Regions from separate parts of the Mus musculus genome. Here all the other regions are linked to region 4. A link is a contact called in public Hi-C, HiCAR-type and HiChIP or PLAC-seq data. All regions are on one chromosome and are shown on one strand. Each heading gives the region's core, a stretch centred on a gene start, on an enhancer-like site or on the middle of the called end of the contact. The rest is flanking DNA. Distances are from core to core; before and after follow the strand shown. Region 1 holds the start of Cln8 (CLN8 transmembrane ER and ERGIC protein). Region 2 overlaps Dlgap2 (DLG associated protein 2). Region 3 overlaps Dlgap2 (DLG associated protein 2). Region 4 overlaps Dlgap2 (DLG associated protein 2). Region 5 overlaps Dlgap2 (DLG associated protein 2). Region 6 has its middle 28 kb from the start of Tdrp. Region 7 overlaps Dlgap2 (DLG associated protein 2).

What was found. Hi-C and Micro-C count contacts between places; a contact is called where the count stands out from the background. HiCAR-type assays count read pairs that join an accessible place to other places. HiChIP or PLAC-seq counts read pairs in DNA pulled down with a chosen protein or histone mark.
Region 1: an H3K4me3 HiChIP or PLAC-seq map of neural tube shows a contact between it and region 4, with 8 times the contacts expected there. The contact joins the promoter of Cln8 here to the enhancer-like site in region 4. A contact is called at or near these places in 2 of 39 promoter capture datasets (both in embryonic stem cells), 1 of 484 Hi-C or Micro-C datasets (cortical neurons) and 10 of 115 datasets of contacts at active chromatin or transcription factors (VIP interneurons, bone marrow-derived macrophages, craniofacial prominence and 7 more).
Region 2: a Hi-C map of cerebral cortex shows a contact between it and region 4, with 1.6 times the contacts expected there. The contact joins two enhancer-like sites. A contact is called at or near these places in 1 of 15 datasets of contacts at CTCF or cohesin (the NIH/3T3 cell line), 1 of 484 Hi-C or Micro-C datasets (cerebral cortex), 10 of 115 datasets of contacts at active chromatin or transcription factors (SST interneurons, VIP interneurons, embryonic basal ganglia and 7 more) and 1 of 9 other capture datasets (embryonic stem cells).
Region 3: an H3K27ac HiChIP or PLAC-seq map of SST interneurons shows a contact between it and region 4, with 3 times the contacts expected there. The contact joins two enhancer-like sites. A contact is called at or near these places in 6 of 115 datasets of contacts at active chromatin or transcription factors (SST interneurons, embryonic limb bud, embryonic stem cells and 3 more) and 1 of 9 other capture datasets (adipose tissue).
Region 5: a contact with region 4 is called in an H3K4me3 HiChIP or PLAC-seq map of forebrain, with 4 times the contacts expected there. The contact joins two enhancer-like sites. A contact is called at or near these places in 1 of 15 datasets of contacts at CTCF or cohesin (the NIH/3T3 cell line), 3 of 484 Hi-C or Micro-C datasets (cerebellum, embryonic fibroblasts and nephron progenitors), 7 of 115 datasets of contacts at active chromatin or transcription factors (PVALB interneurons, SST interneurons, astrocytes and 4 more) and 1 of 9 other capture datasets (embryonic stem cells).
Region 6: a Hi-C map of cortical neurons shows a contact between it and region 4, with 1.5 times the contacts expected there. The contact joins two enhancer-like sites. A contact is called at or near these places in 1 of 484 Hi-C or Micro-C datasets (cortical neurons) and 2 of 115 datasets of contacts at active chromatin or transcription factors (VIP interneurons and embryonic forebrain).
Region 7: a contact with region 4 is called in a HiCAR-type map of PVALB interneurons, with 3 times the contacts expected there. The contact joins two enhancer-like sites. A contact is called at or near these places in 1 of 15 datasets of contacts at CTCF or cohesin (the NIH/3T3 cell line), 20 of 484 Hi-C or Micro-C datasets (the BV-2 cell line, cerebellar granule neurons, cerebellum and 14 more), 14 of 115 datasets of contacts at active chromatin or transcription factors (PVALB interneurons, SST interneurons, VIP interneurons and 11 more) and 3 of 9 other capture datasets (adipose tissue, embryonic stem cells and pancreatic islet).

What each region holds. Positions count from the first base shown.
Region 1 is chr8:14,887,218-14,889,917 of GRCm38.p6, forward strand. Cln8 (CLN8 transmembrane ER and ERGIC protein) reads left to right here and starts at 1,319. Exons shown (of 3, transcript NM_012000.3): 1 at 1,319-1,901.
Region 2 is chr8:14,730,988-14,733,687 of GRCm38.p6, forward strand. All of the region lies in intron 6 of Dlgap2 (DLG associated protein 2), which reads left to right. Among named protein-coding and RNA genes, the nearest start is that of C030037F17Rik, 34 kb to the right of the region's middle. Within about 2 kb of position 1,409, at least 20 of the 459 cell types and tissues checked have an H3K27ac peak or open chromatin away from gene starts, as enhancers often do. A contact at or near this core is called in cerebral cortex, forebrain and neural progenitor cells, where this site is marked.
Region 3 is chr8:14,797,305-14,800,043 of GRCm38.p6, forward strand. All of the region lies in intron 9 of Dlgap2 (DLG associated protein 2), which reads left to right. Among named protein-coding and RNA genes, the nearest start is that of C030037F17Rik, 32 kb to the left of the region's middle. Within about 2 kb of position 1,372, at least 8 of the 459 cell types and tissues checked have an H3K27ac peak or open chromatin away from gene starts, as enhancers often do. A contact at or near this core is called in SST interneurons, where this site is marked.
Region 4 is chr8:14,380,610-14,383,309 of GRCm38.p6, forward strand. All of the region lies in intron 3 of Dlgap2 (DLG associated protein 2), which reads left to right. Among named protein-coding and RNA genes, the nearest start is that of Gm26184, 110 kb to the left of the region's middle. Within about 2 kb of position 1,337, at least 72 of the 459 cell types and tissues checked have an H3K27ac peak or open chromatin away from gene starts, as enhancers often do. A contact at or near this core is called in PVALB interneurons, SST interneurons, VIP interneurons and 7 more, where this site is marked.
Region 5 is chr8:14,683,073-14,685,772 of GRCm38.p6, forward strand. All of the region lies in intron 4 of Dlgap2 (DLG associated protein 2), which reads left to right. Among named protein-coding and RNA genes, the nearest start is that of C030037F17Rik, 82 kb to the right of the region's middle. Within about 2 kb of position 1,314, at least 31 of the 459 cell types and tissues checked have an H3K27ac peak or open chromatin away from gene starts, as enhancers often do. A contact at or near this core is called in PVALB interneurons and forebrain, where this site is marked.
Region 6 is chr8:13,945,223-13,947,922 of GRCm38.p6, forward strand. No RefSeq gene overlaps it. Among named protein-coding and RNA genes, the nearest start is that of Tdrp, 28 kb to the right of the region's middle. Within about 2 kb of position 1,314, at least 11 of the 459 cell types and tissues checked have an H3K27ac peak or open chromatin away from gene starts, as enhancers often do. A contact at or near this core is called in cortical neurons, where this site is marked.
Region 7 is chr8:14,827,933-14,830,632 of GRCm38.p6, forward strand. It overlaps Dlgap2 (DLG associated protein 2), which reads left to right. Exons shown (of 16, transcript NM_172910.3): 12 at 1,937-2,022. Among named protein-coding and RNA genes, the nearest start is that of Cln8, 59 kb to the right of the region's middle. Within about 2 kb of position 1,364, at least 2 of the 459 cell types and tissues checked have an H3K27ac peak or open chromatin away from gene starts, as enhancers often do. A contact at or near this core is called in PVALB interneurons, where this site is marked.

The sequences.
Region 1 (2,700 bases), core at 69-2,568, 510 kb after region 4:
AGTGAGCTGTGTGGTGTGGGAACCTGACACAAGAGAGGCTTAAGGAGGGCTTAGAGGAGACATCCAGCCAGGCTGGCCAGATGGAAACAGTGCCTGGGGTGCAAACTTGCAGGTGATGATGCAGGAACTGCGGTCAGATAGGAAAGGTGTGTTTGTAAACAGTCTAACCCAGGCTGACCTTAAAATCAACTCCTTCCCTGAAGATGACCTTTAACCCCTGACCTTCCTATCTCCACCTGGCCAAAGGTCAGTATTACTAAACGCTGTTTACACACCCAGATCTCTCTTGTTATTTTGACACAGGGTTTCAAGCAGCTTAGGGTGGTCTTGAAACTATGTTATTGCTCATACCAGCCAAGTGGAAAAACTAAGGTGCCAACCATGGACTCTGGGGTGCACCAAATATTGATGAAACCTCAGGAAAATAACAGAACTTGAACGTCGGTGTAAAATCTTTGCTGTAAAGGGACCCTTATCACAAGTCACAGGGGCACAGGGCTGAAGTCACAGCTCATTAGCCATTCTATCCATCTTGTGTGATGTTTCTCAAAGGTATTTCTGCAGGTGGCCTGGTTAACTATGTTGCAATTCCTGGGTGTTCAGAGACAATATCAGAACCAGGAGGGTGGGTATGTACAGGACGCTATTCCTTCTAGTCTTTTAAACCAGCTATCTTGTTAATTATCAAGATATGGTATGATAAAGGGCTCTAGGGAGGACTCTGTTATGTGGCCACCTGTCTGCAATCCAGGGTAGGGTGGGCAATTGCCCTGTCTAGATAAGGGCCAGGCAATTGCAAGCACCTGACTAGCAGACATTGCACAAGGAGTGCTGAGGCCAGACGTGAATCCCGAGCCAGGTTGGTTTTCCTGCTATGCTAGGTAGATGAGGGTACTAAGTGCTGATTATCTGCTCAGAGAGAGGGGACTGATTCCGCACCTCTCACCGCTACCCTACCAGCCCCGCTTGGTTAGTAGGTACATGGAATGGGTCGGGAGGTCTTTGCTCTTCTCATAATGCTGGCTCTGAATTAGCTTCGGCTCTTAGCAGGAGCACAGGGTAGCTCTGCACACGCCTCACAGCCACCTTTTCCTAAGGGACCGTAAGCCCGAACTGTACTTGTGCAGACAGGAGCTGGTTACCACCGCCTGGAAGACAATGCTGCTGTAGCAAGGGACACAGTGCGGTCCATTTTGTCGGCCTGAGCAAGTTTTTCGACTCCATGCAGTCGCCTGGAGCTCTGGCAGCACCAACCAGGAGACGCGTGCGCTTGCGTTTCACCTCTGCGCTCTGACGTCAGAGGCCTTAGGGACTTAGGAAAGAGGGAAGGGACAGGGAGTGAAGGGGTGTACGTAGGAGGGTCTTGGGGGACGGTCCACACAGAGGATCGTGGAAGGTCAGTTGGGGTGGGGGTTGAGGAATTCCTCCACTGATCCCTCCGTACCACTCTTAAGGTCCCAGCACCAACTTGAGCTACGATAGTCAAATCTAGCATAGCGCGCTGCGAACTGTGTAGCCTGCTCCAGGCACCCCCATGGCGCTGGATGGGATGATCCTACCCCAACTCGTGCCCCCCGAGTCTACCTTGGTAGCGTCCTAGGGAGGCGAGGCTTAGGGCTTCAGCAGTGCGCGTGCGCAGTGGATAGTGTTTGCTCAGCGCGCGACACTGTCGTGGGTGATTTCTCCGGTGCTAGGGGCGGGATGGCCTGAAAGCGGGGTGCCCAGCTGAGGCGGGGACACAGATGGGCGTGGGGCCCTAGTCTCCAGTGCCACTCAGCGACCGGTATTCTATCTGGCTCCGGTCACGAGGTGTGTCTACGGCTCAGGAGCTCCTGGGACAGCGAGTCTAAGCAGCTGATGGACCAAGAGGCGGCGCCCCCCTTCTGCTCACCTGAATGCAGGTGAGACGTGAAGGGCACCCTGTATACACCTGCCTGCAGCAGCGCAGTCTTTGCTTGGCCACCCGAGGAGGAAGCATTCCATTTGGTGTATAGGTCCTGGGCCACCGTGGGCGCGGGTGGACGATTCAGACTGGGTCCGACTGGATAGGTCGACCTGGGTCGCAAGAGAACTTGGGGCAGCAAAGTGATGGACCACGGTCGCTGGGCTAGGTCTGTACAGTGCTAGGGGATGAGGAACTTGAGTGTGGATCATCATGGGACCAGAGGGTGAAAGGCGATGTTGGTCAGATCTCCGCGAGGTAGGACTGGGTGGTGTCAGCACTTAGTGAAGGGGAGCGGGAATAGGAAGGACCCCTAGCTCTCAGCACACCGTGGGAGGTCCTGGGGCTAGGGTGCTGCTGCCTTAGAAAAGGGTGCCTAAGCCCTTTTAGAAGGCTTTCAGAGTCGTCGGAATGACAGAGTAGGTGGCTGCTCCTAAGTACTGTTTGAATTCATGTCGGTATCGATATTTGTTTTCTGACCGTGTTTATGTATGAAATCTGTAGCTATACACTGGACTTGTTCCCGTGTTTTGTATTTTTTTATTTAAACTTTTCTCTAGGAAGAGTGGGAAAGGCTATGATTAAGGAAACCTCAGATATTCTGAAAATATGAGATTCCACTACACCCACCCAAGCTCTGGTAGACCCGCCCTAGCCTCTAGGTGCTAGTTGTTATGGAAACAAAGCTCCTAGACCTTGAAAGCTCTCCCTGTGCTATTCAGGACCGAATCTCTTCGGATAGTGAGAATCTGGAGAAT
Region 2 (2,700 bases), core at 159-2,658, 350 kb after region 4:
ACTGTTCAGCATCAGCCCACAGCCCAGAGGCTACCATCCCTGCTCTGCACATGCTCAGTGCTGGCCCAGAGGCTACCAACCCCGATTTGCACATTCCCTTCTCTGCCTTCCAGTCACCCTGTTCTCAGTGCTACCGTTTATGGAAAATAGCAACAGTCCCCAAAGGTGGAGTGTAACATCATCTTTTACCTGACACCCACTTTAAAAATCCGTGACTTTCTGGTGGTTTTACTCTGTCTACACCTTGTCCCTTCCCTACCAGGTTAGGTGGAAGGGGTCCCACAAACCATATCATGGGAGCTGTAGTGATTCCATAATCCATCTATGAAAAGGACATACTACAGGGCCATGAAGATGTGCTCAGCGGGCAAAGTACTTGCCACAGAAATATGAGGACCAGAGTTCAGATCCCCAGAGCCTGGGTGACCACCTACAAGCCCCAACTGCCTTAGGTCTTCTGTCCACTCCATCAGTCCTTCTGTGGCTAATGGTAGCCAGGGGGCTGCGCTTTGCTAAGCATGGCAGCTGCAGGGGGCACAGACCTAGCTCCCCTCCCACTCTTCACATGAACAGCATGCTCCAAACATTAAACCTATAGGGTGGGAGGTTTGGGGACCCTGAAAGGAAGTTATGGCTTTCACAAGGACCCTCCCCTCCCCCACAAAGAAATAGCTTATCCCCAAAGATCTTTCCGCTATACACCATTCTCCGTCCGCTTTCACCTCTGAACAAAGTCCTTCCTCCTCTCTTCCCTGGCGTCCTCTAGCTGTCTCACTACCACTTGTGGGAAGATTTATGAAATACACACGCCTCCTCAGGCAGCGTTTGTCCCCAGACCCAGCTGAATTGATGTCCGGGGTGCATTCAAAGATGTCCTCATAGGGTTGTCCCCTCACGCTGGTGGTGCTAAACTTTCCAGTGGAAAGGTCCTGGCTGACACAAGCCAGGACTTTATTTCACAACTAGCATTGGGAATTGATGAAAAACTAAAGGCGTGTGCCTGCGGTGCTTTGTAAGGATGTGATCTAAGAGAACAAGAACTCAGTGCCTGGGGGCAGTAGGTTTTGTTTGGGTTTGGTTTGGTTTGGTTTGGTTTTTTTGTTTTGTTTTGTTTGGTTGGTTTTTTTCTACCCCAAATTAGCGATTTGCAGTTGAACGAGAGCACAACACTCCATGTCCACCTTCGGACTGCTCTACTCGGAGTCTGTAGTTAACACTCTGGGAAGATCCGTGTTTGTAAGTAGGTCAAAACCCAGTAAATAGAACCGAAGGGGAATTTTGGCCCATGTTCTTCTCTGGAAGGGCTTTTGTTCTTTTATTTTCTGCCTCAGTAGACAAACGGTCTTAAGGCCAAACTTGGAATAATGGGGCAAGGAGTGAGTCACTGTACCCTGTTCAGGACCAAGCGGTTCCCTGTGTGCGGAGGAGGAGACACTGGCCTTGGAGGGTACCTGGTGCCAGCCAAGGAGGCCACATTTGTTCTGTCCCCATAGAAAATATTCTCTTCCCTCAACCCCTGTGAGCACCAACTCTCTGGCTCTACCATGCCCCATCACCTGCCTCTTTTGCCCGCATATCCTCTCTGAGTTGTGGCTTGGCTGTCTCCCCACACACAGTGGGGGACCACAGTGGAACCACAGTGACCCTGGCTCTGTTGGCCCCCTGCCAAGTAAAAGACAAGCCCTCGGGGTTTGCTTCCTTGTCTGTGTAGCTGGGAGCACCTGTGGATCTTTACAAACAAGGCTCCTAAGTGTTGAAGGGTTGAGAGAGATTGGATGGAAAGGGATAAGGAACTATTCCTTATATGTAAAGCATAGTACACTGTTTCTGAATCAGGGCTCTTCCCTCTGAGGACTTCCCAGCCTGCTGGCCTCCGAGCTGTGTCTTCCCCCATCTACACTCAGGAACAGGCATAAGCCTTTCTTGACTGACCACATGGCTTCTTCCCTTCAAGGTCAAACATCAGTTCACAGTTGGAAGCTTGTCTCCACTTAAGACTCTCTTTTTCCCATCACATCTGCCCAACCCAGTAGCATGTATATTTACATCAAAGCTCACATTTACATTCACATGTGCTACACACAGCCAGCAGCCGAGGGTATCAAGAAATGCCCAGCCCTAGCTGTTGGCTTCCACAAATCCCAGAAGTGAACAGTATGCCTGTGAGCCAGCTTGGAGCAGCCCAACAGAAGCCCCATCAGTCATGGTACCTTGCCCGTTGCCTTTGCAGAACCTCTACTATACAACCTTTTTCCTCTCTTCTTATCTTACTCTTTGTAACGGGCAGACGATTGCTTTATGTTTATGGGAAAGACTATGACACTTCAACACATATAAATAGACAGGGGTCAAGCCAAGGTGACAAACAACTGCATGTCTGTGTCACCTCCTATTCTTAGCCTTCGAGTTTCTCTCGTCTGGTTCTTCGTATGGATTCGAGGCTGATGTGTGCTGTGGGTACGCACTATGCTCTGCAGAACGCTAGCCTTACTCCTCCTCTAGGCTGGGGTTTGGTACCTGTTGCCCATCCTCCCTCTCCCACCTTCATCTCACCCTTCCCAGGCTTCACTAACCACCGCTGGACTTTCTTCATCCTAGACATCTATTCCTTATCTGCACCAAATGAGTGAGCTGCACGGTGTGTCTCTGTCTTGTTTTATTACCATATATCCTCCATCACCACTCAAGATTGTTGCAGAT
Region 3 (2,739 bases), core at 122-2,621, 420 kb after region 4:
CATCCTCTGCTACATATCCATCTGGAGCCATGGGTCCTCCCATGTGTGCTCTTTGGTTGGTGGTTTAGTCCCTGGGAGATTTGGAGGTTCTGGTTGGTTGATGCTGTTCTTCCTATGGGGTTGCAAACCCCTTAACCACCTTCAGTTCTTCCCCTAACTTCTCCATCTGGGTTCTTGCACTCAGTCCAATGTTTGGCTGCATGCATGTGTTAGCCTCTCCTTACTACCTAGAGAGAGCTAAATCATATCTCGGGAGGACTTCAGCACGTTTGGTGGGACACAGACATTTAGTCCATAGCAACCTCTTCCTTTTCCACACTAATAATTCACATACATGTCACAGAAATTTAAGCATTTTAATCATTACATTTCAGTATAGTGTTGTTTTTAAGTGATTCACACTTCCCTGCATACAAGCACTATTTTGAAGCATTTGTAGGGTTTGCCAAACGCCTTAAGACAAGGCTAAGGACTGGGGCAGGTCACATTGGTGGGGAAACTCATAGGCTCAAAGGATGTGGATTTGTGATGTGGTCTCAAGGTCCTCCCACACTGGACACATAGCATGTGGGCCCAGGCCTCAAAGCACCTTGCTATAAAGTGCCTGGGAGTGGGAAGGCAGCATCTGGCTTCTGGTGACAATATCATCGTGAACCAGCCTTGTAGATACCACCAGCTCTGTGTCTAGCCTCAATGTACAAGGCTCCATGAAGCCACTTTAAAAGTGTGTCCCTGGGTGGTGGTGGCACACGCCTTTAATCCCAGCACTTGGGAGGCAGAGGCAGGCAAATTTCTGAGTTCAAGGCCAGCCTGGTCTACAAAGTGAGTTCCAGGACAGCCAGGGCTATACAGAGAAACCCTGTCTTGAAAAAAAAAAAAAAGTGTGTCCCGTTCTGAACAATGCTGAGCTCGAAGGCTACTAGATAGACCAGCCCATAGCTGCAGGTCTCATCTGTGGGTAGGTAGCATCTCTTGGAGAACTAGCCAGGGCATTACTGTGCCAAATATGTAGAGCTGCACAGATGTATATTGACTTCTCTCAACACTCATATGTTGCAGGATCAGTAAAACATAAGTGACTAGAAAATTTACATGCAGTGACACCCCATGATTTACACTATCTGTGGTCCTTCTCTAGTCAAGTATTTAAACTCCGCTATGCTTCATGGTTGTCTCAGATCTCAAGGTGTGCTGTTCTCTTTAGAGGCTCTTTTTGCAAGGACTATGACTTGACCCTCTCAGGTCATAATGTTCAAGGAACAGCATATGGCCATTTCCTCTAAGTGAGCTGGGTCCAGTTCTGAACCTCAGAGCCTCCTGAAGAGTCAGCATACACATGACCACATCATCACCAGGAGCCCAGGAGGCCTCAAGGTCAAAGGAGACTTCCTGTTCTAGTCCACTGGTCCACAGCAGCCTCCCTAGGATCTCCGTGCCCTCCTTCCGCATTGGACCCTCTGAGTCTACTGGTTCTGCATGGGCTGTATCCTGACAGGGACAGGCGTTCTGCTGCAGAGCTATTCTATCCTGCTTCACCACCCACAGGACAACGATGCCTTTCCCTCTGCATCTTCTCCTTCTGTGCCTCCTCCCTGTGCCTCTCCTCCCTCTATGCCTCCCTCTGCACTCCCCAGCCCCCGTTGTTCCTCTCTCTGTACTCCTCTCCCTATTGCTCTTCCCTCTGCCCTTCTCCCCTTTCTGTGATTGTGCATCCCCACTGAAGGCCAGGTGATCTTCATCGGGAAAGACATTCTCCTAGAATTATCTTTCCCAGAAAAAGATCACACAGAAGAGGAGCCCCTGGGCCCACTTGACATGGGAAGGGTTGGAGGAAAATATGTACAGTTCCACCGAGACTTACAAAAGCATAAAGTTCAAAGGCAGGGCTTTTCCCAGAACAGCAGAACCCACTTGAACCCTTAGTTCCTAGTTGACTTTGACTCAGACGTCATAGTAGCCTCCTAGCTACAAAACCATTGCATGGGACCCTTCAAAAATATCATATTTATGCTCTGGAAAGGTGCTAATTATTTAGGAGCCTAAACTTAACTGAACTGCTTTTTAAAAAAAGATGTTTGTTTAAACGTTAAATGTATACTTCAAAAATATTTTTAAGCTAGATGTGGTGACACAGGCCTGTAATCTCATCTCATGGGAGACCAAAGAAAGAAGACAATTGATTCCATTGAGACTATGTCTCAATTTAAAAACTTAATGTAACAGAACCCCACAATAACTCCCTCTTGCATTTGACAGCCATCATTAGTGCTCAGACCTGACACTGTGAGTGTCCGCTGTTATTGACGGCAGCTGGGGTATTGAGCTAAGATAGATTCTCTCAAGCCAACTTAATGTTTCCAAGATTGATGCCAGAGCTGAATGAGACTGATTACTCCGAAATTAGTCTTTCAATCTCTTTGGGACGCCAGATGCATAGAATTCTGAGCACTGCACAATGACGTGGTGAATAGTTTGAGGGAGTCAGAATGTAAGATTTGTGCCATTCTCGATACTTCCAGAAGACAAGGAACACAGCAGGAAAGCCAAGCGGGGAACCGTTGTGTAGAAAAGAGTGCCTGGGCACACAGAAGCAGCCCTGGTTAATGTGAGCATCCCTGGTTAACATGATCTATCCTGCCCTGACCTAGTTGTGCCAGAGGAGCATGCTGTGTCTTTTCAACACAAGTACCTTTTGGGGGGAAAGCCTCAGGGAATCATCACTAAGAATATTCCATCCAT
Region 4 (2,700 bases), core at 87-2,586:
TGGTTGCTGGGAATTGAATTCAGGACCTCTCCAAGAGCAGTTGGTGCTCTTTAACTGCTGGGTTATTTCTCCAGCCCAGATTTACTGTACGCATATCATGAATATTAAAGCAAGGTTTTGCTGTGGCTACTCCTTTACACTGAGTAACCTCAACACAGATTCCCCACTGGGGTCCGGAAGCACATTCCCTCAGACCAGTAGCAGCACACTATAAACTTTGCAGCTTAAATGGTTGAGCCACAACGTACTTTAAAGGAGTATGTTAGTCTAATTTGGTCCAAACATAGTGTGTCCTGTCCTAAGCCAGTACTATGAATAGTGAATTGTCTAGCAGAAACCCTGCCTTTTCCAAGTGAGCTGTCAGGCCACTGGAGTAATTCAGGGAGATCCAGGGAGGTTTTTCTAGGACAGTATTTCTGAATGTCTCCTGCAGTATTTGCACAGTGGCCAGGCTCAATGGCTATTCTCTTATCCTTGGTCATCACCAGCCACTGTCTCTGTAGACATGTCGGTGGAGGAATCCAAAGCTCTAATAAACCCAAGCTCTTTGGTTATTCTGCATGTGCTTTTAGAGAAAGTTACTTTGCTATTATGAGGTTTTAGGCATAGTCCTTTGGCCATCCACTGGGCACATAAGGTTCTCATTATCTTTACCAGATCACACCCTTAACTCTACTAGGATTCTTGTGTGTAATGTTTGCCTCCTCGGGTGGAGTTTCTGTACTTCAAACATAAGTGATCAGGTTATTTTCTACCAGGACACCTGCAACTGAAGCAGGTGTAAGGATGTGTAGATGCCAGCGGTCTCTGGTCTGCCCTCCCATTCCCCCTCCTGCTTACAGTTGGTTCTTAGCCCAGTCCGGTATACTGAAAGATTGGAGTGGAAGGCTTGCCTCTTTCCCCTGCAACTTCTCAGATGCCAGGGCGCTTGGAATCTTCAGCATGAGTTGCTCGTGTAGACGGGCCTCTCCGAACACCCTGCCCACTCACTTTTATGAAGACCTGTGTCGTCAGCTCTGTGACGCTTCGTAGGAAGTTGCCCATTTATGGCTACTAGAGCAAATGATATCATCACAATAGGTGGCTCCTGTCTAAATAGGGATCGTTTGTGAAATGAGATTATAGGCATTTATCTGAAAGAGCAAGAGACAGAGCACCTGCTCTCCGTAATTGCTGTCCCGGGGGACAGCACTGTGCTCTAATCAAGGCGTCCATCTCCATGGCTAATTTTGTTACCAGCAGAGAGCTTGCGTTTAGCGCTCAGTGCCAGGCAGCCCCCATATCCACATGGAATCCACTCCAGATCCATGTTTTCTATTACGCTTGAATATATGGGACATGCATAGGGATCCTATGCCCGCCACCGTGCTGCAGTGTGCCTGTTTTGCAGAGTACCGTGGATGCCTAGTCCAAGCCGAGGCTGACTGGAGCTGTGACCACTCACTTGGTCACCCTGGCCTCCTCCTTCCTTTGCAGCGAGGTTGAAGTGCCTCTGCGTGCATAGCTTCCCATCTGCTGTGGAGCTGCCTTGCACTTCACATTCGGATGCTGCAAGGCGTGCAGCAGGAGTCTCGCTTCGGTAAGTCAAAGGTGACTCATTTCTCACTTTCCCTGTGTCTTGGATGTAGACTTTACTAGTTCCGTGGCCTCTGGGAAATGATACTTAACTGATCAGCACTCGACCAGCTAAACCGACAGCTGCTTACCTCTCTGTACTTTGCAGCATGTTTTTTTTTTTTTATGTTTTTTTTTTTTCTTTCATTGCTCTGTTTCATAGACCTAGGGTTGTACTGCTTTCGTAAGTGAAATACTCATGTCTTGATAGATGGTAGTGACAGCCAGGAGACAGCACTGCAATCCAGGGAGCATCCTCCATTCTCTGGGGGGACTTGGGGGAGATGGTCTTGCACAGCAATCCAGGACCATAGCATTGTCCTAGGCAGACAAGTTCTGTCTCTAATTAACCATCATTTCGATAGTCACCAGATACTGGAGCAGTCTGTAATGCAAGCACTGTTTTGGCTGGCTCTCCTTTTATTTCAGCAAAGATGTGGCAACTGGGCTGTGGGTTCCGTGATCCCCTGGGAATGAGTAAATCCAGGGACCTTAGGTCATTAAACCTGTGTTTCATAGGCTAGCAAGAGAGAGAAGCCTGCGGAGAGGGCTTCCTTTGTGTGGCTGAGTGCAGTAAAGGGTTTTGAGCTCTTCCCAGCTGCAGTTGAATAGGATGAAAGAGGGGAGAGGTGCTGGGATGGACACCCGCTGGGAAGAGCTGTCTGTGCCCGGTCTTTATAACCAAAGCCCCTTCCAAAGCACTAATTTCGCGCTTACCCCAAGTAGCCCTCCTTGGCTTTGTAGGAGGAGATGGTGTGCAAGTGTCATGGACTTGCTGAGCTTTTGAATAAAGCGTGCTTTGGAGTGCACAGTCTGACAGGGAGCTCTGAGAACCCAGCCAACTGCTTCACACCAGCCAGGAAGGTTTTTTTTTTTTTTCCCCTTTGCAGCGAGGAACTGTGTAGCTGGTCCAGCTGATGTGGCTGGTCCCCAGCCTCCTCTGGGTGAGCGAGCCACAGGGATGAAGATGAGGTGTGCCTGGTGTGGTCTTTCTCCGCACACTTCCTTCTCACTCTGCCTTGACATGTTCCGTTTTATTCTTGCTTTCCCTCTGGAAAGGAAACACTCCTCTCCAAAGAGCACGGC
Region 5 (2,700 bases), core at 64-2,563, 300 kb after region 4:
CTTGCTATAAACTAAGTTAATGAATTGCATATATATATATATATATATATATATATATATATATATATATATATATTTCTACCTCAGAGGCAGAGCAGGGCTTATCATTATTGAAATGAAGAAGATGTTTCTGAAGAACAGTCATGCATATTCAGCATTCGTGGAAAGCCACTGTAGAGATGTAGTTGTGCATGCCACGTATGAACAAGAAGCAGAGATAGCAGGTGGTTAGGCACTTTATTCAACAGCATATAGTCTCATGCTGGGACTGGTTAGCAAAATATTGAGACGTCTGTAATCTCAGGTCTGCATGCTAAGATGGTGCAGTGTGGCAGCCACACAGCTCCCCACCCCTAGCCCTGGTCAGTTAAGCTGGAGCATGCATATCCTGAGAAAGGACAGTGATCTGGGACATGGAGTTGCTTCACAGGTGGAGGGCAGTGGGGAGTCTCTGAGGACTCAGGCACCACAGGAAGTCAGTCAGGGAGCAATGAGCTTCTTCCACACCCGAAGGCCACATGCACCACCACCCCACCACCACCCCCACCAAGGCTTCCCAAAGCAAAGGCCAGTCCGCCGTTTTGAGCTTTCACTTTGAAAGGGACTTCAGAAGTCGTTTGCACCTTGCAGACATTGTTTGGAGTCCTGTCTGTCAAATGCCAGTCGCTCTGCCCAGGTCCATTGTGCATTTTCTCTCAGTCCGAAACCTCTGACAGGAGTAATACTGTTCGGCTTTCCAGATAAGGGGCAACTGAAGTGGAAGTCACTTGAAACCCGCTTCAGCCTGCATTCGAGCAGTTCAAGCTGGCCAGGGCAGCGGATGGGAACTGTGCCAGTCAGGGGAACACTCCGTTATAAGGCACAGCAGCAATGGGACCAGGGGGTTCTCTGGGGAAAGTGCAAGACCACAGCTCCTGAAGGAGTCTGTCTGTGACTTAGCACTGTTGCCCATGCTGGTTGCAAAGTGTGTTGCTCTCAGATAGTTCCAGAAGGCAGCTACATTGAAGAGGGCAGACTTAAGGAAAAGCTTCCTGCTCTGCACGTTCACAACAGCAGCGCCAGGCACCGGAGCTGTGACCTCTGACTCACAGGGGAGCAGAGATGGCAACAAAGCTGTGTTTTTCTCTCGCAGCTCCGAACATTTGAGAGGCTCGTGCCAAGTGCTTTGAAAACTGTCAGGGCACTTCACTGGCAAAAACATAAATTGCTGAAAGGACAGAGACTGCCAAGGAAGCCGACCATGTGGACACCACTGTGTGTGCCACAAGGTGACACTGAAATGCGTGCGTGCCTGTGGCTGCCAAGCTCTGAGGTGCAGCTGGGCTCTGACTCTGTGTGGCCCCTTCTGTCCCTTGTCTTGATGTCACCTTCTATGCAGAATCAAGGAGGAGGCTGAGACAAATTAGGACCAGCAAGCCACCCCAGCACAGTACAATCATTTTGGGGGTGGAGGGAGAGGGCTGCATTTAGGTCAAGAACCATACAATTTGTTCAACCAAATCGATCCAGAAACCAAGGACTTATAAAATGAATTGCAATCTTGTCGCCACTGTAAAGCCTCCTATTTATTTGGTTTCCTGCGCTAAACCCAATGTGTGATGTATTTAGAGAAAGAGGAATGATGGCCTGGGTGTGATTTGTCAATGAGTAATGGGTAACCAGTTTCGTCTGTCAGTTTTTAACAAATGTTATTCGTTTTATTAATATCCAAAGTGAAATAGGTGAATAATGGAGGGGCCTAGGGATATAGATCAAAATTCAGGTTTTCAGCTCAGTCGTACTGAAAGTGGCCACTTACAGGGATTCAGGGCACAGACCAACCACAAATCATCTTTCTAAAGTTGGTTTCTTTTAGAGAATGAGAGTAAACCAGCAATAGTTAGCTGGGAGATATTTTAACCTAAAGATTTAATACAATGAATTCTGTATGTAATCGAGTGAGTTTCTTCAATTGTGTGTGGCTTCCAAACATGGATTTTAACTAGCGTTGTTGAAGAGGAGAGATTCTGTTTAAACCTGCGGTCACCCTGTGAGGTCACCCCTATGCCCTGTGATGTGAAGGTCTGGAAAGGCAAAGTCACCTATGCGCATGCTGTTGTGCAGGATCCGAATCCTCAAAACAGCATCCTTCTCACATTCCACTAAGTGCCTGCACATACACACAGCACAGTCCAGTTCAAATATGTGTAGTGGATACCCGAGAGTTAAATGCTGTGAACCAACTGTCTGTGGAGAAGGCTGGACACGTGTTACAGCCTCATCAGAAGAGAACCCCGCCCCTCCCCTCCATTTCTAGGATGCACTAGATTCCATGAAATAAGAAACATGGGACTATTAGTGTCTCCATTACATGATATCTTTACATTGGAATTCCAGGGACACAAAGAGATGGCTTAGCAGTTAAAAGCACTCCTCTGCTTCTTCAGAAGCCTGGGCTCAGTTCCCAGCACCAACAACGTCAGGCAGCCCACCACTGCCAGTAATTCCAGCTCCAAGGGATCCAACGCTTCTGTGGTCTCACACGCATGAACACACATACACACGCAGATGTGCATACACAAAAATAAAAACTATATACATACATATGTACATATGTATGTTATTTTTAAATGGAATGTCAGTACTTATGTGAGCTCAGGGGACTCAGCTCCAACAGTAGCTTTATGCCGTGCCCCTGATAGTCTCAGGATTTCTCTCAAC
Region 6 (2,700 bases), core at 64-2,563, 440 kb before region 4:
GTTACTGCAACATTTGTTTTTTTGTTTTTTCAAGGCAGGATTTCTCTGTGTAGACTAGGCTGGCCTTGAACTCCAAGATTGGCTTGCCTCTGCCTCCTGAGTGCATGGTCCACCATGGTTCTTAAAAAAGCTTTTTTTATGTTTTAAATTCTTTTGCATATGATAGAAAGAAACCAACTTAATCCCTTGCAAGTGGGTTGTCAGTTTCCTAGCACAGCTGGAAAAGATTGTATGTGAGATTGTATTCTTTATATGTGAGTACAATGTTTCTGTCTTCAGACACACCAGAAGAAGGCATCGGATCCCATTACAGATGGCTGTGAGTCACCATGGGGTTGCTGGGACTGGAAATCAGGACCTCTGAAAGAGCAGTCAGTGCTATTAACTGCTGAGCCATCTCTCCAGTTTGAAAGAGCAGTATTGACTTCTTTGTTGACCATCTCTTGGTCACACAGGTTGAGTTTATTTGTTGGCTCTTTATTCAGCTGGTCCCCATCTTCATGACAGCATCACAGTTGATGATGTCACCATTTTGGTCTATTCTGGAGAGAAGGGAGAGGCCTGTACTCTGTTCAACATTGCTTTGGTTATTTGAGGTCCTGATTTCATATGTCTTTAGAACAGATTTTTCTATTTCAGTAAAACATGCCCCTGGAAATTTGATGCAGGTCGTATTAAATTTGTATATTGTGAGCTGAGCGTGCTGGCACTTGGGAGGCAGAGGCAGGTGAATCTGAGTTCAAGGCCAGCCTGGTCTACAGAGTGAGTTCAAGGCCCAGCCAAGGCTACACAGAGAAACCCTGTCTTGAGAAGCAAAAACAACAACAACAAAAATATTTGTAGGTTGCTTTGGGTGGAAAGGATATCTTGCCAAAGCCTTCTAATACATTTCCCAAGTATTTCATCCTTTAACTATTCTAAATGAATTTTGATTATTGAGTAAAAAGCACAATTAATTTTTTCATGATTTGTATCCTGCAAATTTATTCATTCATTTAATCATTTGTTTTGTGTGTGAAACCTGAGCTTTTAAATATTAAACCACGTTATTTGCAAATCTACTGCAATGCCTAGTCTTGGTTGGCTTCACTGGACTGACAATACATGTACCTGTTCCTGTGGAGTATCCCCAGAGAGGAGTAAAAGGGAAAGACCCACCTCCAGTGTGAGCTGTGACTTCCACTGAGTGGCTCAAAGTGATCCGAGGAAAAAGGCCCATGCTGTGTCTTTTTCCTGAGCGAGTGTGCCTGACTGTGCTGCTGGCATCCTCCGCTGATACACAACTCCAGCTTCTTTGGCTTTTCAAATGTTGATTCAATAGCAGCAACTTTCTGGGAAGCATCCAAAGTCTCCCTGTTATATTAAGACTGCTGAAGCATCCAGCTTCTTGTAGTCAGCAGCTACCAGCATTCTCTGCCTCTCCAGTGTGTAGATGGTATCTGGACAACTCAGCTATCATATAAGCTGGTCTAACAAAGTCACTGTAACACACACACACACAGTTGGTTCTGATCCTCTACAGTACTCTGCCAAATATTTATTTTGATGCCAAGGAGTGGGATTATTACTATGATAAGCCTGACCTTGAAGTTTGTGGGTCTTTGGACTGGTTTGTAAGAAGAGTGTGGAAGGGTGGAGCTTTAGGCTACCCCACCCCCACCCCCCAGAATGCTGTCACAGACCTTACCGAGCCATTCTGGTAGCTGAACAGAAAATGAGAATTCTGATAGAAACAAGAGAGCAAAGGCCAGGCTCGGGAGACACCAGGAAATGAGGACCCTATCATCAGGTGTCGGGCTAGAGGCCATTTGTGTCATATTCTGCTGAACAATCTGTATTCTGCTCAAACCCTAAACTTTTTTTAGTGAGACTAAATTGGCAAATAATGGACTGAGTTGTTTCTTCATAGGAAATTTTAAGATGGCACAACAGGTAAGCTGTGTCGCTGCTCTTACGTGGAGTCACAGTCAGAGAAAGGTGAAAGGTGTGAAAAGACGAGGTACAAGACCGAGAACGCGGTGCTTATGCTGACGACAGGATCGACGCAATTGAAATCACACCAGTGCCCAGGCCAATGGGAAAGCTGGGGAACGCTGCCAAGGCCCTGCCCGTTGAGCTCCAGGGTATTAAAGCACAAACTCGTTCACAGAGGACTGAGGTTCAAGTCCCAGCACCCACGTGGAAGCTCACAACGGTCTGTAGCTCCAGTTCCAAGGGGATCCTACCCTCTCCACTGACCTCTAGAGGCACCAAGCACACACTGCAGACATACGCACAGGCAGAACACCCATACTCGTAAAAACAAAATGCTTTTCGAAAGCAGAACAAGAGTGACTGGACAGAGATCTTCAAGGGAATCCTGCTTTAGCAGAGACACCTAGGGAGGTGCTTTTCCAAGTTAGCCTAGAAGGCACATAGAGTTGCCATAGCGGGCTCTAACAGGGGGCTCTAACTGTATCTCTGCTTGGCCTTGTTCTGGCAGCGCATGTGTCTTTCAGGCACACAAAATGCAAAGGTTATAGGATCAGGCTTTCCACAAGGTTTCTGGAGGCTGTTGAAGCCGAGAGATGTGTAGCGGGGTCAGATTCCATGCAAGGAGCACTGGAGTAGGCTGTGTGCGACGCCGTAAAGGAGAAGCCTAAGAGCTAGTGGGCATGCGTGCTAGTGTGTTAGAGATGGTAGCTGGGGAAGGCTGTAGTC
Region 7 (2,700 bases), core at 114-2,613, 450 kb after region 4:
TAAACCCAGACATGAAGGCACATGCCTAGGTAGATAGGTAGGTACATGGGGGTCGGGGGGACTCAACAACCATAGGTCATATGAGATATTCCCAAAAGTTTGCCCAGGTATAATCATTAACAATCTGGTCTGGTAGAAAGCTAGAAACAACCAAATTAACCCTCCATTGAAGACTAAATAAGTAAATTAGATTGCATTCATAACAGAAATCTATATAATTAAAACACAAAGCATGACTAGGATGGAGTTCAATAATAGCGTATTTGCCTAGTATATAAATATAGATTAGGTAGGTAGGTAGATAGATAGATAGATAGACAGACAGACAGACAGACAGACAGACAGATAGAGCAAGCCCCTGGATTCTAACCCGAGAAAAATAAGTGCATGAATGAATGAATAAATGGCAGCTCTCTGTGCTGACACATTATTTTAAACATACTAGTTTATATTCAGGTCTTTTGTTTGAATATCAATATCTACATGTCCAGTAAAGTATATACAATTCAATGGGACTGTGGGAACCACTTACAAACAGGAGGCAGAATGGTGGCCCCTAACAAGAAGGCCAGGCTATCTTTCCAGATTTCTTCCTCCACTCGACCCTTCTCTCCTTCCAGCTGTCGGAACCAGCAGCACCGATCCTGTCCACCCTTTGATTAGAAATTCAAGAGCTCTGAGACTCCCATGGTCGTGAGGGGCAGAAATCAGAGCTCTGAGGTCACAGGCTCCTGGGCTGGAATCCTGGCACTGCATACAATGAGCTGCATGCCCTCTGGCAAGGAACTCCCCTTCCTAGGTTCTCTAGGAACACCCTGAGGTCTTTGTGGGGACAAAGTGATAAAGCTTAAGACACTGAACCAGTATCTGACTCCTGGTCAATCAAATCACACAGATACACAACCACCACATCCTGTGGCCTATGGGGCCTGGAGGTGCAGCCACAGATCACAGACCAGCCTGGGGCAGTGGTTTCTCCTCCCAAACACACAGGGTACACTGTCAAGGGGTTGACTGCTTTGTCCTTCCTGGTAGTGACTTAAATTTTTAAGAAAATGTGTTTTTATATTATGGTATTTGAATGTGCGCTTAACAGTCCTATAGCTCTGTCAGATGATGCTTTGAGTAAAGAGGATGCCGGCTGGCACCTGGAAAGATCTCCACAGCGTTACCGGCCTTGGCCTCACAGAATTTCCTACACGGGGTTCTATTACATAGCAGTTTCCCATTGCTGACAGTCACGAAATGCCTGGTGGGTTTGAGAGAACTTAGCGACGGGGCCACGGTGAGGAGTCTCTTCAGGATGCCTGTCTCTGTCGTCACCTTGAGCAGCCTCCTGGCCATCCCAGCAGCCACGAGGCTTCCTCGTCCCCGTCCCCCCCCCCAGGTGCTCTCGTCCCTTCCTGTGTCATTCTGTGTGCGGCTGCAGCCCTCAGTCCTCTCTCTTAAATTGCTTATCTGTCATTGTTAGCTGTGTTTGGCTCACACTGTCCTCACCTTCCTCACTGCAGAGAGTGATAAACCCGTCCACGTCATGTAATGATGCAGCCCAGAAAAGCCCTGGGTATTTATTTATTTATTTATTTATTTATTCATTTTGACTAAGCAGTTTTATCTGCATATGTCCAAGACTCAAGTGCAGCCTTGAGTTCAAAGAGTTATGTAAAATTCAATGAAACCCCGGTAGCCACATAATTACACAGACATGAATGTGCATCTCCCATCCTCCTTCCCTCTGTCTATCCCTCCCCCCCCCCCCACTCCCTCCCTTCTTCCCTCCCCCCCTCCCTTCTCTATCCAATTCTACTGGATCAAGTGCATTTCAGCATTAATTAAACACATACACAATCGATTACAGCAAATGAGCAAGAAGAAAACAATCAGTTACCAGGTCCCACGTCCTGGGTCTAAAGTGAGATGTTCTGTGTTGAATTAGGTAGAAACAGCCACGGATTCCGACACGGAGAGCAGAGGCCTAAGGGAGTACCACTCTGTTGGTGTGCAAGTAGAAGACGAAAAACGGTAACTCCCCCACCAACACCACCCCCCTTCAGAGTGGCTGTGTCCCCCAAGCCAGCTGCTTTGCACTGGCTGTCAGTAATTCATTCTGCCTTCAGAGACAGGCCATTCATTTATACTTTGTCGCTCAAATATGAACGTACATGGGTCATGCCTTGTTTTTGGAAGGAGGAAGGGAATAATTCTTTTCAATGTAATTTACCACCTATTGAAATAGCATCATAGCTCACAGCCCTGGGAGGTGAAAGTCCTTTATCCAGAATCCTTTCTCAGAAAGAGAATAGGCTAGGGGCAAGGAAAACATGTTTCTCACCTTATAATGATGAAAATAATGAGGGAGAAGTGGGAGAAACACATAGAAAGAAGGGAGGGAAGGAAGGGGATGGGGGGAGATCGAGAGGCAGAGAGCCCAGATACAAGCTATGTCCTGAGATTGACTCCTTTAAGAAGTTTTATCTAAAATCATAGAACGCCAGTGTGTACCTGTGGTCATGGCATTGTTTTGAACCAGGGCAGAGAATTGTCTTCCTGGCATTAAGGAACATACTTGCCAACTACACCGCAGCAGAAAGTACCAGGCTCTATGTTGAAAGCTGCAGGTGCCCTCTCCCTCTCCTAGGCACTGTGCTGTTGGGTGGTGGGTGGGGTAGGGCTGGGCAGTCCTTCCTGAAGGAGCTCAAG